Linked DNA regions of Pan troglodytes: region 2 is linked to region 1. Evidence: chromatin contacts called from public Hi-C data. All regions are on one chromosome and are shown on one strand. The core of a region is the stretch at or near the end of the contact, and the rest is flanking DNA. Distances in the headings are between cores, read along the strand shown. Region 1 overlaps LOC129135347. Region 2 overlaps MAP4K3 (mitogen-activated protein kinase kinase kinase kinase 3).

Region 1 (3,176 bases), core at 329-2,828:
CCACTTTAGGAAGTTCTGGGGGAAGGAAGTAAGTAGGTACGGCGGAGATGGCTGTATACATACCAGGGTCAGGAACACCTGCAGAGTACGAAAGCAACCGGAAGTCTGCCCAAGAGTCCCAACTTTCCTCCATGAAAAAGCGCTCTGTCAGATTCAGACATTATGTTTCCATATAATAGTATAACCCGGGTCCGGGAAATTTATAAATCATTACTTTTAAACTTTACAGAATCTGATTGCACGGGACTGGCAGGGAGCCAGGAATCTGCATTTTTATCAAGCCCACCGGCTGCTACTAGTACAGGTGGTCTGTGGCTCAGACTTTGGAACACTGTGCTATAAGGAATTGTGAGTCATTGTCAGGTTAGCATGGAGGAACTGGTAACACAGATGAACATTGCACCTGGATTCCAGGCCAGGCTTTGGCAGTCTGTATGACCGACCCTGGGTAAGACAATTTAATTCTCTGAGACTAAAGGCCTCAGGACTAGCAGAGGACCTTCAAAAATTTAGAAATAGCTTCTAAATTATGGCCCAAAGGCCTACAGATTTGGAGCACTGGTCCAAACAGAAGGACCAGGGTTCTGCAGGCATGCCCTGAACACTCACTGAAGTTCTTCATTGCAGAAAACTCCAGCAGCCAAGGTGGAACCTCTTGCCCAGGGCTGCAGTCCTAGAACTCTGTGGTCATGGGATGCAAGAACTGCATCTTTGCTCTCAGCCATTTCCAAGTAGGAGAAAGGGAAAGGAAGAAGATTCTATTTATGTAGTGCATTATATGCATTATTTTTTAAATTCTCACTTAACCCTAGTATCATTAGTCTCCTTTTGAAGATGAGAGAATTGAAGATCAAAGATGTGAAATAACTTGCCCCAATTCCCCCAGGTCTCATGGCTATAGAATGCTTGAACTGAAATTTCAGTTCATGTCTTCCAAGATCCAGGTTCCATGTTCTTTCCACAAAACCATTCAGAACTGGAAGTTTTGCTATGGCCATCCTGAAGGCCTGGCTGTTTGGAAACCCTCCAGATACCCTCATCTCACCCTGACATCCATCCCACACCTGTTCACCACTCTACTTCAGAATCTCACACACCCTCTGTCTTTCCTCCATCCCTGACCTCCAGCTGATCGCTCAGCTGCACTCATTTCTTATCCCTACAACTTCTTGACTCCCAGTAATTAAAATACATCAGCTGCCACTTCTCCTGGGCTGAGGAGGATGTTTCTGGCCCACAACTACTCCAGCCACTGACTTCAAGATCAAGTCAGCTGGGTCCTGGAAAACTCAGTGTATCCCTAAGGATTTCCATGAATTGAGAATCTTTAAATGAATGCTTAAGAGGCATTTGTGCACTTACTGATTCTAACCCACACATACACAAGCACATACACACAAACAAATATGCACACACAATACACATACACATACACATACACACACAGAGATCTCTTCTCAACTCAGGGCAGAGATATAGAAAACCCTGGGGGAGAAACCAGTGCCCTTCTATTAGGAGATGACACATCAAACTTCAACTTCCTAATAATAGTGATTATTCTGGGATGCTGGGCACCCCCTAGTGGGAGTAATGGAGAGAGAAGACAGACTGTTTTGGTGCTGTTCTCAGTAACCCATTCCACCCACAACTTCCTGCCCCTTCGCTGCCTTCTCCTTCCAGCCCATCTCACTGTTCTTGGAATGATTCATTCTTCCCACGATGATTGGGCCTTTTGCCCCATAAAACCCTCCCTCTCTTTACAGACATAATGGACTAAAACTAAGCAGAAGGCAACTCAGGCAGAACAGCAGGAAAAACTTCCTATGGGGAGAGCGCTTAAAATCTGAAATGAACTTACAAGGCAAACTAAGTAAGACCTAACTGCACTGGGCAGAACAATAGAGAATATCTCAGAAAGATATTCTTGGAGGTGAAGAGGATGAGGGAAAAGCTATTTCCCTGATTTCATATATTAATGCCCCCATCCAACACTCTCAGACTGATTTCATGACAATATAAATGCCCTGTGCTACGTCTAACCCCTTTTAAGGCCAAGAGAACACCCAACATTTATACATTTGAAATAAACAGATGAAGCCTGTCCCAGCAGAGTGGCAGCTCATCCATGAACTGGGCACTATGTAGCAATGTGGGACATTCTGAACATTTGTGTACTAATACCCACTCTTTTCAAGGCCACTGCCATAGCTCCCCACGACGGGATGAGTCCTACTATATTGTAAACAATAAAGTGTTTTCTGAGTGTTTACGTTATACCAGGCTCAAGATTCGTAAGCATTTTTAAGACATGCCCACATCTAGTTCAGTCCCTTCTCCAAACAAGGGCCTTAATAAAAGATAGGGAGAGTAACATATTTAAGTACATGCGCAAAGAATCCTTCTGGGCATATTCACAGTTCTTATTTTAGTTAAGTATTTGATAACTTGTTCACTGGGTGAGGGGCCAGCCAGTCTCATCTTGGGGACCAGTGCCTGTCTCTAGTAGATGTGATAATTATACAGCACCCACCTTCATGCAGAGCTTTGGTTGTTATGATCTTATTCCTTCCTAGATTTGAGTCATCAGCTCATTAGTGCCCATTCAACTTAGCCTTCCTCTGATGAATCCTCTAAAACCTTGCTCATAATTTTACCGATACCAGCACAGGATTTTCCCTGCTATGCCTCCTGCTTCATCTGGAGCCTAGTGACTTGGAGAGTCTAATCTCACAACTGCTTACAATGTTAATCCCTTTCATCTCTTCTTTTAGAACCATGTGGTGATGTTCATCTTTCTGACAACCAAGAACCTTGGAAGAATCTCTCGCCTCAGGCGCTCCTATTTTGGTGCCTAGCTCGGCCGCCTTCCAAATCACCAGAGGCATCATAGAATGCAACTGTCTGTGGAGGGTTGGAGGACGAATTGGACACAAATTCATTGGACGGCTGAAGGAAAAAAGAAAGGTCAAGGATGCTCCAGCTTGGCCAGCCTCGCAGGCCTGACAGCAGAAGCTGGAATTCTTTCTTTTATAACTTGGGCTTGAATTAAAGGCATTTTTTTTTAGTCCAGAGACCTTTGGCCTTCACTCCAAACAGAACACTCAGTGGGGTGGAGCAAGGCTGTCTGTTGGCAGGAAGGGCACGCTGACCTCTGGCCCTAATGCCTTCCCTAACCT
Region 2 (3,176 bases), core at 381-2,880, 130 kb after region 1:
GGACATCATCAAAATGAAAAGGTTTTGTGTTTCAAAGGATACCCATAAGAAAATGAAAGCATGTAGAATGGGAGAAAATACTTGCAAATCATGCGACTGATAAGGGATTTATATCCAGAATATATGTGAAGAACTCTTACAAGTAACAATTTAAAAAGAATTTAAAATGGACAAATAATTGAATAGACAGTTCTCCAAAGAAGATATTCAAATGGAAAATTGAAAACAGGTCCACACAAAAATGTGTACACTGATGTTTATAGCACCATTATTCATAACAGCTAAAAAGTAGAAACAACCCAAATATGGTATTTCCATACAATGGAATACTATTTGGCAGTAACACATAAATGAGTTTGAGACATGGATGAGTCTGAAAGCATTACACCAAGTGCAAGAAACCAGAGTCACAAAGGACCATGTGTTATTTGATCCCATTTACATGAAATATTTATAATAGTCAAATCCATAGAGATGGAAAGTAGATTAGTGGTTGCCAGGGATTGAGAGTCAGAGGAATATGGAGTGACTGCGAATGGGTCTGGGGTTTCTTTTTGAGGTGATGAAAGTGTTCTAAAATTAGTTAGTACAGTTACATAACTCTGAATATACTAAACACAACTGAATCATACACCATGAAAGGGTGTACTTCATGGTATGTGGATTCTATCCCAATAAAGCTGTTATAAAAAGTGCTGTATTTAGTGAAAGCTTTAAATACTCTGACAGGGAATTTGGATTTTTGTCTTTAAAGCAATGATGTGTAGCCTTGCAGAGTTATAAGTCAAGAACAGCATGATGAGAACATCATTGTGGGAGCATTTGAAGAATGGTGGTCAGATCAGTGTTGCAGCAGACTAGATCTAGCTGCTTAGAATATTTTATCCTGTTTTCTGCCCTTCACAAGTATGAACATTTTATGTTACATATTCTGAATTCAAAATTTTTAACTTTATACGTGCTAATATTTTATAATTTCTATCTTGCTCTCCTTTTTAAAAAATAAACTGCTCAAGGTGATTGAAAAAAAGAATAGCAGTTGCAGAATGTTAGAGATAATACTGACTTTTAAATTTACCTTTGTGTGTAACCTTGACTACAGTCAATTTAGAGATAGCAAAATATGACTTATTTTAGGCAGAAGACCAAGATTCTTGGTGAATCATAAAGCTTTAAAGACCCTTTATTAATAAACATGGATTTTACTAAGGAAAGGCTTAGAAGTGAAGTTTCTTAAGGACTTTCAATTGTCTGTTTCCCCTTTTTGTGAAATATCTTAATACTGCCAAATAAATTACATATTGGAAGATATTTCTAACATCATAGAAAGCAAAAGAACAGTAATCATTTTAGCTCTATGTTTTTTTCAATTAACCCTAAAAAACTGTAATTTAAAAACTGTTAGCCTTTAGGAAATTCTAGACTGATGTACCACTTGAAATAATTGTATTCATAAGTCAACCCTATAGGAAATATTGACCTTGGTAAACCACTCATCAGTAGTTAGTGTCATAATTTTTCTGTTAAATATATGCTGGTGTTAGTAAATCTATTTTTAGAAGAGTACATTGTGTACAGCAACCATTTTGGACAAACACTGTGTAACTTGTAAATAGAGAGTGTGCCCTCCTGTGGTCATTGGTAACAAAAATCTCAGCTATAATCATCCTAGCTTTCTGAGTTCACATTTGTCTGCTCTTCCATAGTAGAATCACCCATACTCTGAATTTCTTCTCAGTAAGTAAAAAACCATAGCATGATTTTTAAATGGTGGCAGTTGTCTTATTTGGAGGAGATGCTAAAGGAGAATCCTACCAGAGAAAAGATATCAAAGTGTGAGGAGAGGCAAGTAGTTGTGATGGTGCTTGAAAAGCTTTATGACTATTATACCTGAATATTTTTCAGATACTCTCTACCTCCTTTACAGAATGCTGCCAGAATGATATTCTGGTTTTATTTCTATTTCATCATTTATATATGTTTTCTTCCTAGAGAAAGGAGCTAGTATCCAGCACTGTCTATTTGAAACATCTATCCCATTTTATGGAAATTAAGTTTAATTTGAAATAAGTCTTCAAATCTCTTTTGTACTGCCTTGAGTGTTTATTAGTTATGGGGATTTTGTTTGAAGGAACAATTTTTAAATGAATTTTCCCTGCAAATTTTATTAATTTATATGAGATCTCTTAATATCTTTGTTCTTCTTAGAGTTAAATGGTTAAATTTTATATTTTCAGCAATGGCGGTGTCTCATATCTTAGATCTTTGGCTGGTATTTTTAGTGCCCTAGTATTCTTAGAAGAATTCCACTGTTAATGGTGTTACCATCTCTTGCCAGGTGATTCACTGATTTTCACCAATCCATTAATAAGAGAGTGTTGCAACTAGGAATAAATCTGGTCACATGAATGGATCTTTCTGTGATCAGGGAATGGCATGTATTGTTCTTCATTGGTGGTATGAAAATTATTTGTAGTTAACAGTTTAAAATATCAAATTGAAAGTTCTGATCCAATTATAAAATATTTTAAATTGACAAAGACTTACTGCCATTTTAATATAGTTTCTTCTTATCTATATGTGTATTATATATAATATATATTGTTATATGTACACATAAATACACATAATATAATTATGTGTACTTATATACATAATTATACAGTTGTAAATGCCAGGAATCTATAATTTGATTTTTTAAAGTGATTTTTAATATGTGGCTTACAAAAATAGGTTTTGCATTGAACTACATGTATTTGACTGTACCATCAGGTGTGTTTAAAAGGATGCAGGGGGCCTGTTTTCATAATTATATACACAATTGTGTTAGCCTTTCATATCCTAAAGCTTTTAAATGAAAAAATATAAGGCTAGTTAATTAGTTCAACTAGCCTTTGAATGAATAGCAATACAGTGTAATACTTAAAGGCTCAGACTGTGGAGTTAGACTGCCTAGGTTTGAATCCCAGCACTGTCGACTCACTGGCTGTATGACCTTGTTAAGTTCTTTTGAGTTCTATGTCCTTTAGTTTCCTCACTTGCAAAATGAGAATAATATCAGTACCTATTTTATAAGGTTGTTGTGAGGATTAAATGAATTAATATTAAAACATTTAGAATAGTGCCTGGCACATCCGTACTAACGTCTAAGTGTATATTAGCTATTAGTTTTGCCA

What was found. Hi-C and Micro-C count contacts between places; a contact is called where the count stands out from the background.
Region 2: a contact with region 1 is called in a Hi-C map of blood, with 3 times the contacts expected there. The contact joins two enhancer-like sites. A contact is called at or near these places in 2 of 7 Hi-C or Micro-C datasets (blood and stem cell-derived neural progenitor cells).

Annotation. Positions count from the first base shown.
Region 1 is chr12:83,264,618-83,267,793 of NHGRI_mPanTro3-v2.0_pri, forward strand. The region is part of intron 2 of LOC129135347; the gene reads right to left. Among named protein-coding and RNA genes, the nearest start is that of MAP4K3, 77 kb to the right of the region's middle. Within about 2 kb of position 1,579, at least 11 of the 24 cell types and tissues checked have an H3K27ac peak or open chromatin away from gene starts, as enhancers often do.
Region 2 is chr12:83,398,316-83,401,491 of NHGRI_mPanTro3-v2.0_pri, forward strand. The region is part of intron 1 of MAP4K3 (mitogen-activated protein kinase kinase kinase kinase 3); the gene reads left to right. Among named protein-coding and RNA genes, the nearest start is that of MAP4K3, 57 kb to the left of the region's middle. Within about 2 kb of position 1,631, at least 6 of the 24 cell types and tissues checked have an H3K27ac peak or open chromatin away from gene starts, as enhancers often do.